Regions from separate parts of the Rattus norvegicus genome. Here regions 2 and 3 are each linked to region 1. The links are chromatin contacts, called in public Hi-C maps. All regions are on one chromosome and are shown on one strand. Each heading gives the region's core, a stretch centred on a gene start, on an enhancer-like site or on the middle of the called end of the contact. The rest is flanking DNA. Distances are from core to core; before and after follow the strand shown. Region 1 has its middle 150 kb from the start of Fn1. Region 2 overlaps Fn1 (fibronectin 1). Region 3 has its middle 200 kb from the start of Mreg.

Region 1 (2,906 bases), core at 390-2,889:
CTTTCTATTGCGTTACATCTGAGGGACAGAATATCTGGTTGTCCTACTTATAACAACATTGAGACTCACTAGTTGGTACTTGTGTATGTATGTGTGTGTAGTGTGTGTGTGTGAGTGTGTATGTATGTGTGAGTGTGTATGTGTGTGTGAGAGTGAGTATGTATGTGTGTGTGCATGTATGTGTGTGTGAATATGTGTGTGTGAGTGATTTTGTATGTGTGTGTGTGAGTGTGTGTGTGAGTGTGTGAGAGTGTGTGTGTGTGAGTGTGTCTGTGTGTGTGAGTGTGTGTGTGTGTGTGTACATGATGTGCATGTGGTATGAGTCTGTTGGTATGCAGATGTGCACAGAGGACAGAGGAAGACATCCACTGTTCTATCATTCTCTGCCTTATTGCTCTAAGACAGGGTCTCTCACTGAACTTGGAATTAGGCTGGAAGCCAGCAAGCTCCATCAGTCTCAGTTCCACCTCGTGTGATATTCTGGCTGCAAGTACATATGGCGGTGACTGGCTTTTTATGTACATGGTGGGGACCCAAATTCAGGTCTTCCTGCTTGCCCAGCAAGTACACCTACTCACCAAGCAATCTCATGTTTACAGTTTTTTTAACTTTATATTTTTAAAAGGTAGGAACTATATAAACTATATTTTTTAAAAAATAGGCCTTTTAACATCCCAAATTCAACAGTTGCTTTTCAATATAAGCCTCACCACTGAAAACAGTCATGTCTTTCAGTGTAGTGTGATCCTCAATCAAAATTTGAAACACCATTGAATTTCAAAGTATATGGGAATTTTGTCATATATAAATAAAGGACCCAGAAAAATAAATTCAGATTTTATCATAATCAGTCTTTTACAAAAAAAAAAACTGTTTTGGAAATGAAAATGCTCTCTGACTGTCACCATTTTGACTGAACATGTTCTGTTCAGATTGTTCAAAGGCAATACCATAAAATAACATATTTTAATATCACAGAAATGTTATATTTAAAATTTTCTTTAAATGAGTCTGGTAGCTCTCCCTGAATCTTCCTGAAGAACCTTCCCTTCCTCCCCCGTCTTTATCGGGAAGAGAAAGATTTACTCTGTAAAAATCAATATGTCGACCTGTTTGATTCATTTCCACTAAAAAGATTTGTCACTTCTCAGAAATGAAGATTAACATGTTTGTGGAGTAGCTAGGTGTTTTCAACAATGGAACATCCTGAGAACTGGGTCAGGGGCCAGAGTGGGGGTGTTCTTGATCTATTTTAAAACATTATGCAAAACAAAACTTAAGAAAATCGTTTTCAATAGTCTTGTTAGACTACTCCAAGCTAGATTGTTTTCAACTAAAACACCTTTTTTTAAAAGTCATAAAAAGAGACAAATGATTCTTGCATGAAAATTTATAGAGGATTTCACTTTCCACGGTTTTCATATTTGGTTTTGGATCAACTGTCTTACAAACCATCCATATCGCCCACACCAAGGGGAGAGCTCGACAGTCTTGTATGTAACTGATAGGCAGCAGGGAATTTTTTCGGGCAGCAATTGTAAGTTTTCCTTGACTGCCAACATCTGCTTGCTAACGCCTGCACACATCCCCAGAGTGCTGAGTTTTGTAAACATTGTTTGATGATGACATACTGAAAATTGCAAAAGTGTGTCTCTTTATCCACACCCAAAACCCTCTGAAGAACAGTTCATAGTTTTAGACTGTGGTCAGCAGGCTTTGGGGGAATTATTTGAGTTTCTTAACTCAAAATTAAATGGATCTTTTATTAAAAATAAATTCCTGAGCTATGCTTACAGGAAACGAGATGGCCACAAGCCACGAGGTCAATTCTGAAATAAAACGCTACAGAAATAAAGGTTGTTTCTTACCATTCTCCTGATAAGAACTGCTGCAAACTGAGAGGGGGTATGATTTCATAGAATTAAGCGTATGAATAACCTTGCAATGCATATATAAGTGGCCTGGAAACTATTCCTTTGACTTCTGTAGAATTGAAGACTCTACACTGCTCTACGGTGTAACATTCTGGCAAATCTCAACATTCTTTTTCACAGGCTAGAATGCAGAACTGAGCAATGATGAAAGGAACGCTGTAGTTCTGAGATTAAAGTTTAAACATGCAGTGAACGCCATCCTTCCAGCTAACTAAAATCTATAAGGCTGTCACCAGCAGAATCTAGGGGGATGATAGGAAAGGAAACCTTACCCAAGCTGGAGAAGCCTTTTCTAAGTCAAACACTTACAAAGCCATAGGGATTCATGAGACTGTGGTATTCACATTTACATTCAAGTCCCTCACAAATTAAATAGCAAAAACACAAAATAAAACAGTGAACCAGCTTTTTAATGGGAAGGAAGAAACAGTAGAGACAGAATGTGAAGAGAGGGAAACTGTGAACTTGTCGTGAGCACCATGCGTGTAGCATCTGTATATCCTGCCTGCTTCTTATTTTCTGCATCCAACTCCCTGTGCAAGAAGGACACCATGACCGGAAGGACCCAACATTTGTTTACTTGCAAATAGGACAAAAGCTATCATAGAATAATAAATAAAAAGGCTAAAATGAAAACGACAATGAGTTCCTTGTGTATTATACGATTGACAACCCTGCCTCCAAGAATAAGGCTGAAGAGCAACGGAGAATGGCTCCAGACATCGATATTGAACTCCACGTGCAAACAAACACATGCACACCTACACACGTGTGTGCCCATATACATGCAAACATTCATACATATGCCTACTCCACACATATACATGAAAATGGAGAACTTACTTTTAATTATAAGAAAGGAACTTAAGCTCCATGTAGACAAGGGTATTATCTTATCCCCGGCTGTGTCACTGACATCTACAATTTAGAGTAAGTTCTCTATAGCAAATAAAGCACTGATGAGCATTTTAA
Region 2 (2,700 bases), core at 140-2,639, 170 kb after region 1:
AGGACACTGAGCCACGGCACACACGTGAAGGTCAAAGTGGACTTTGAAGTTCTTTCTTCACACCCGTTTTTTTTTAATATGGGTTCTGGGTATCAGGCTTGTGTATGTCAAGCACCTTACACTGAACCGTCTTGCTAGCCCAAATTTTAGACATGAAACACGACCTATATTCAGAAACAAAAAGATTTAGTGGGGTGGGGGGGTAGGGGAGGAGGGGAGGCTAGATAACCCGCAAGCAATAAAATTTATTGGAGTAACAAATTAACTCCATAAGTGTTAAGATTAAATATTAAGATTAAATTAATCTGCGTAAGAGAGTCCCAGAGTGATTATGAGAGCCCCAGGCAAGGTGAGCGTGTGATTAAGCTTTTGAGTCCTCGCTCTGACTGTGCTGTGAAAGAGGCACTAGTTAGCTTCTCATCTGGACAAAGGGAGAAGTAGCCAATCGCCTTTGAAATTGCTTCCAGGCCTTCACTAACAGTCAGGGACCCAGAGCACCCCTCCACCACTCATGCAATGATGTTTTGTTTGGTTTTCAAAGACAGGGTTTCACTCTGTGGCTCTGGTGGTCCTGGACTCACTTTGTGGACCAAGCTGGTCTCAAACTCACAGAGATCCACCTGCCTCAGCCTCCCAAGTGCTGGGTTAAAGGCAGCCCGTTTTTATGTGCTGGAGAGCCTCCTCATCTGCTTGCTTCTTGGACATTGTCAGGGTAGGGTAGGCCACTGCTTCCACAGGTGTGGGGCCACTGGCCTTGGGTGTAAGAGTGAGTTCATGAGCCACTTACCATTTTTAAAGAGTTAATACAGTTGCTTTTGAGAGTCTCACCAGCCCTGGGTGGCCTTAAATTTAATAATGTAGGCAATAATGACCTTGAACTTCTGATCACCCCTCCTGTCTGTTTCCAAAAGACTGGGGTTACAGTGTACACATCACTCCTGATCAACTTAATACAGTTGTAATCAGTTTAGAATCTGTTTACAAATAAGCCGTACATTCAGAAAATGCATACTTAGGAGGGCTGGATTTTTCAATGATACAAGCCAAGAGTAGTTTATTTTTGTGTTCACGGACTGTTTTAGCAGGGCAACTTTTGAAATTTAATTTTCTTTCAAGACCTTGCTTTCTTTTTCTTTTAAACTAAGCCTATTCCTCGTAGTCCTGCTGAAGCATTGAGGGTAGACCTGTTGGACAGGAGAGAGTCGGCCAGCGGGAGTTTTACCTGTTGACTTTGCTCCCTGTCTCTAAAAAGGGCAATGTCAAAAGCCCATTGAACACAGAAGAGATTTCAGGGCAAGCAGATGAGTGCTTGACCCCAGATACCGCTCAGTGCTTATCTCTATGGCGGCTTTGCTCCCGGGCTCATGCCTAGCCCGTAAGGCTCTGACGGAATCCAAAGATGGCCTGAAAGACTGTGTCTGAGCCTTGCCCTGTTTGTTCTTCCTACTGAGTTGGTAGAGCTGTTCAAACTAAACAAAAGATAGCGGGAATTCGGTTTGTCAATAAGCAACCAGGACAGCACAGCTTTCAGCAAATTTAGCAGAGAAAGAACTGTTCGAGTCAAAAAGAAAATCATGAATGTTTAACTTCTCCAGGGTCACCATTATCGGAAATCACTCGTTCCGACCTTATTTATTTTCAACGGATTTTGAAAGTGTATAATGTGTCATCTTCTTACAAGTGGAGATCTCACAGTGGGAATCGCTCCTAGAAGTCTAAAAGTTCCACTGGGGTGGATGGGAGTGGGGGTGGTGTTTCACACCCCCTAACCAGCATCGAAAGGGTTCTAAAACCACTTCAATGTAAATAGTGTAAATGACAGGTAGCCTTTTAACTTCTCCATCTTTAAATCATCTGTGGTAGTAGCGTGTAGTGAAGAGCTTGAATTTAATTAACCTAGAAAATGGATGGTTTTTTTTTTTCCTTTTTTCCTTCCTGCACAGACATGCTCTAAATCCCCTTTGCTTTTTTAGGGCAGTCCCTTGAAGGTGGACCTTGTCATCATTTTAGGGACCCGGAGAGCTGAGAGCTCAGAGGTTAGGAGCCTGCAGTCCCTCTGCAGTTTAACTCCCATCCCTCCTGTTAGACAGCGCAACTGTTCAACCTGCAGCTCCAGGGGATCCCACACCTTTGTCCTCTGCCGCTCCCATACTCCCTCGCTCTCACACACGTAGACTTTTGTTTTTCTTTTTTTCGGAGCTGGGGACCGAACCCAGGGGCTTGCGCTTGCTAGGCAAGTGCTCTACCGCTGAGCTAAATCCCCAACCCCCACACACGTAGACATTTTAAAAATTAAATTTAAATGGAAAGTAATAGAATTTCAGACCTGCGCTGGAAGGCTAAGAAAGGAAAAGAAACTTCTTTTTTTTTTTTTTTTAAGATTTATTTATTTATTATATAGAAGAAGTACACTGTAGCTGTCTTCACACACACCAGAAGAGGGCGCCAGATCCCATTACAGATGATTGTGAGCCACCATGTGGTTGCTGGGAATTGAACTCAGGACCTCTGGAAGAACAGTTGGTGCTCTTAACTGCTGAGCCATCTCTCCAGCCCCCGGAAAAGGAACTTCTGTAGTTCTGACTCACTTGGGTTAACCATGGCGACCATCTCTCTCCCTCCTTTTCTGTCTTCTGCCATCCTTGTGAACAAGGGTAGGATGAGTGGGCAGACAGCAAGTGTCATGTCTATTCTCTTAAT
Region 3 (2,700 bases), core at 196-2,695, 220 kb before region 1:
GCATGGCTTCACGCAGGCATTTACTAAAGTTATGCCAGCCTCAGGGCTCCCACTTCCTCTCCCTACTGTGTCCACCTTCTTAGCTGTTTCCAGGACATTCTTCGGCTTCTCTTTTTCCTTCCTCAGACTTTTTTTTTCTGCTCTCTGACTCCAGAGCCTCAGCAAGGTTGCTGCCTGCCTATTATTCTTTCCAGTAACCCATTAAACTCACCTTGGTGTCTGGTGAAACCTCTCTGGCATCCACCCATTCACCACAGTGCCCTTCACCTGAGAGAGGAAGACCCCTCTGGACAAGCAGAAACCCCTTTACCACCATGGCCCGAGTACCTCCCTTCTCCACGTCCCCAGCCCGCTCTACAGGAGTGTTTCCTTGCCGACAGCAGGGTTTTGCTCTTAAACATTTATTTTTATTGGCTGTATGTCTGTGGAAATGTGTGTCAGTGTGTATGGGTGTCTGCAGAGGTGAGGAGAAGGTGTAAAATGCTGTGTCGCTGGAGTCGTGGGTGGTTGTCCACTGCCTGCTGAGGTGCTGGGACTTGAACTCAGATCCTCTGGAATAGGAGCATGCATTCTAAATGCTGAGCCTCCTCACCAGCCCACATACAGTAGTTTTACAAAAGTTACAGTTTCCAGGAACGTGGAGGAGGGGACAGTGAGGTGATATATGAAGGGCAACTGCAGGGGACACTTTAGGGTCGGGGACTATAGCATACTTCAATGCCTGTGGTTGAGGCTGGGGATGTCGCTCAGTTGTTGGCATGTTTGTATCAAGTTTGTAGAGCGTGACCAAAGCCCTATGTTTGATTGCCTGGGCACAGCAGTACGTACCTGTGATTTTAGCTCTCACGAGGTAAACTCATCAGGAGTTCAAGGCCAGCCTGAGTTACATGAGCTTCTGTTTCAATAAAAATAAAACAAGCAGCTAAAATAGAACCACACATACACGTGTAAGCACACACACATAACACATAGCTGAGACTAGTTATGGAACTGTGACAGGGGTTAAAAACACTTATCTACAGCACAGTGTGCTTAAGGGAAAAGTTAGCATTTGTCAAAGTAGGAGGGGGATTCAGGACCATTGTGACAGAAGAGAAAGAATGAGTTCAATTTTAAATACTACAAAGACACACATAGGGATTTGTAGCCTATGAAGAAAGCCAGAGGGTCAGTAGAGAGAAAAAGGACTAAGGGTAGTCATCCACGAGGAAGGGGAATTCCAGACAAACTCTAGACAAAGTAAATTTATTATTATTTTTTTTATTGCTTATCTGTCTTTGGTCATAGAAGTGTCAGGCACGACCTTTGGATGGGTGAAGACAGGGGGTGTATTTTCTCTCCTACAGGATACATTTTCAACAAATTAAACACAAGCACAGACTAAACAGTCCAAGCAGGGTTCTTGGTAAAGGCTGGCCAGGGTGATCACGTCAAGAGTGGATGGTTCTTGCTAAACTGTGTGCGACTAGGCAGAGATAAAGCCCAATGTTGTCTAACTGTCAGACACACTGTCTAAAGCTTGGTCACAGGGCCGTTACTGTCTACTGTGCTGTTATGTTGCTAAGCTTAGGACAGGTTCACAGCTTTGTCTTATGTTGGTGATTAGGCTGACCCCAATACCCAAGGTTGTGCAAGCAGTCTTCATTGCAAGAAAGCAGCCACTGAGAAAATAGGACAAATCTATTGATCCTATTGATTTAGCAAGGTGGTTTTCAGGAAGTTAGAGATTTTGTTTTTCTCATGCCAATGGGGGGTGCAGGGCAAAACACCTGTTCGACTACTGAGCTATCCTGTAGCCCCAGATCTTTTCGTTTTAACTAACCTTATGTGCCTTTTTGCTCCCTGTGCAATACTAAAAGTCAGTGCACTATTGCATTATAACCTGTGAGCATCTAAGATGTATGCGGTATAATATAAAAAATAATACTTGATGTGGTAACCCAGGAGACAGAGTGGAATCTTTGGAGATTTCTCTCTAGGTGATATAGAAAGCAGACCAGAAACCTTGGAAACAGACTTGGTGGTGTGGGGTTGGAGTTTGGCAGACTTCCTGGTGGGCAGACAGATAGGGAGAGGGGCCATGGCTATGTGATAAAGGTGGCGAGCTTGCAAGATGGCTGGTTTCCTTCTCCCTTTCCTGGTCGGAGATGAAAGCCTGGCAGCTTAAAACAAAGGCCTGTGGCTTTGTCTCCCACCAGCAAGGCCCCCTGCTGATGGGTTGGCTCAACAGGTCCAGAGACGCAGCAGGATGCATTTAGAGACAGTTGTGGGGCCAATCAGCTATCCAGCCTGTCTTTCTTCAAACCGACCAACTTTAAGTTTAGGGGAGAAAGACCCTTCGGAGACTTAGAAAACTCCACCCCTCAGGATGAGGCTGGATTTTGTCTCCCCGAGTTCCACCTCTGCTTTGTGGAGGGTCTTCCTGTGTACCTGCTTATATGCACGTGCATTTCCTCATCCAGAACGAAAGGCCTTTCTTCACCTGCCAATTCTGTCACTCCTGCTTCTTGTGTTTATGAGTTTTCTGCCTCTGCCTGTTGAGCTGGAGACTTTCCCCCCTGCCTTTTAATTCTTCACCTGGCAGAGAAAGCAACTTGATCAAGATCCCTAGATGGTGACAGTATTCCTTAGGTTCCTCAGGTTGGCTTGGAGATCAAACCACAAAGGGGGAGAAGGACCATCTGCACCTATTCACTGCTC

What was found. A called contact is a pair of places that touch in the nucleus more often than the background predicts.
Region 2: a Hi-C map of liver shows a contact between it and region 1, with 2.9 times the contacts expected there. The contact joins two enhancer-like sites. A contact is called at or near these places in 2 of 12 Hi-C or Micro-C datasets (the Rat2 cell line and liver).
Region 3: a Hi-C map of liver shows a contact between it and region 1, with 6 times the contacts expected there. The contact joins two enhancer-like sites. A contact is called at or near these places in 2 of 12 Hi-C or Micro-C datasets (both in liver).

What each region holds. Positions count from the first base shown.
Region 1 is chr9:80,866,909-80,869,814 of GRCr8, reverse strand. No RefSeq gene overlaps it. Among named protein-coding and RNA genes, the nearest start is that of Fn1, 150 kb to the right of the region's middle. Within about 2 kb of position 1,639, at least 9 of the 93 cell types and tissues checked have an H3K27ac peak or open chromatin away from gene starts, as enhancers often do. A contact at or near this core is called in liver, where this site is marked.
Region 2 is chr9:80,694,985-80,697,684 of GRCr8, reverse strand. All of the region lies in intron 12 of Fn1 (fibronectin 1), which reads left to right. Among named protein-coding and RNA genes, the nearest start is that of Fn1, 18 kb to the left of the region's middle. Within about 2 kb of position 1,389, at least 2 of the 93 cell types and tissues checked have an H3K27ac peak or open chromatin away from gene starts, as enhancers often do. A contact at or near this core is called in liver, where this site is marked.
Region 3 is chr9:81,087,851-81,090,550 of GRCr8, reverse strand. No RefSeq gene overlaps it. Among named protein-coding and RNA genes, the nearest start is that of Mreg, 200 kb to the left of the region's middle. Within about 2 kb of position 1,445, at least 3 of the 93 cell types and tissues checked have an H3K27ac peak or open chromatin away from gene starts, as enhancers often do. A contact at or near this core is called in liver, where this site is marked.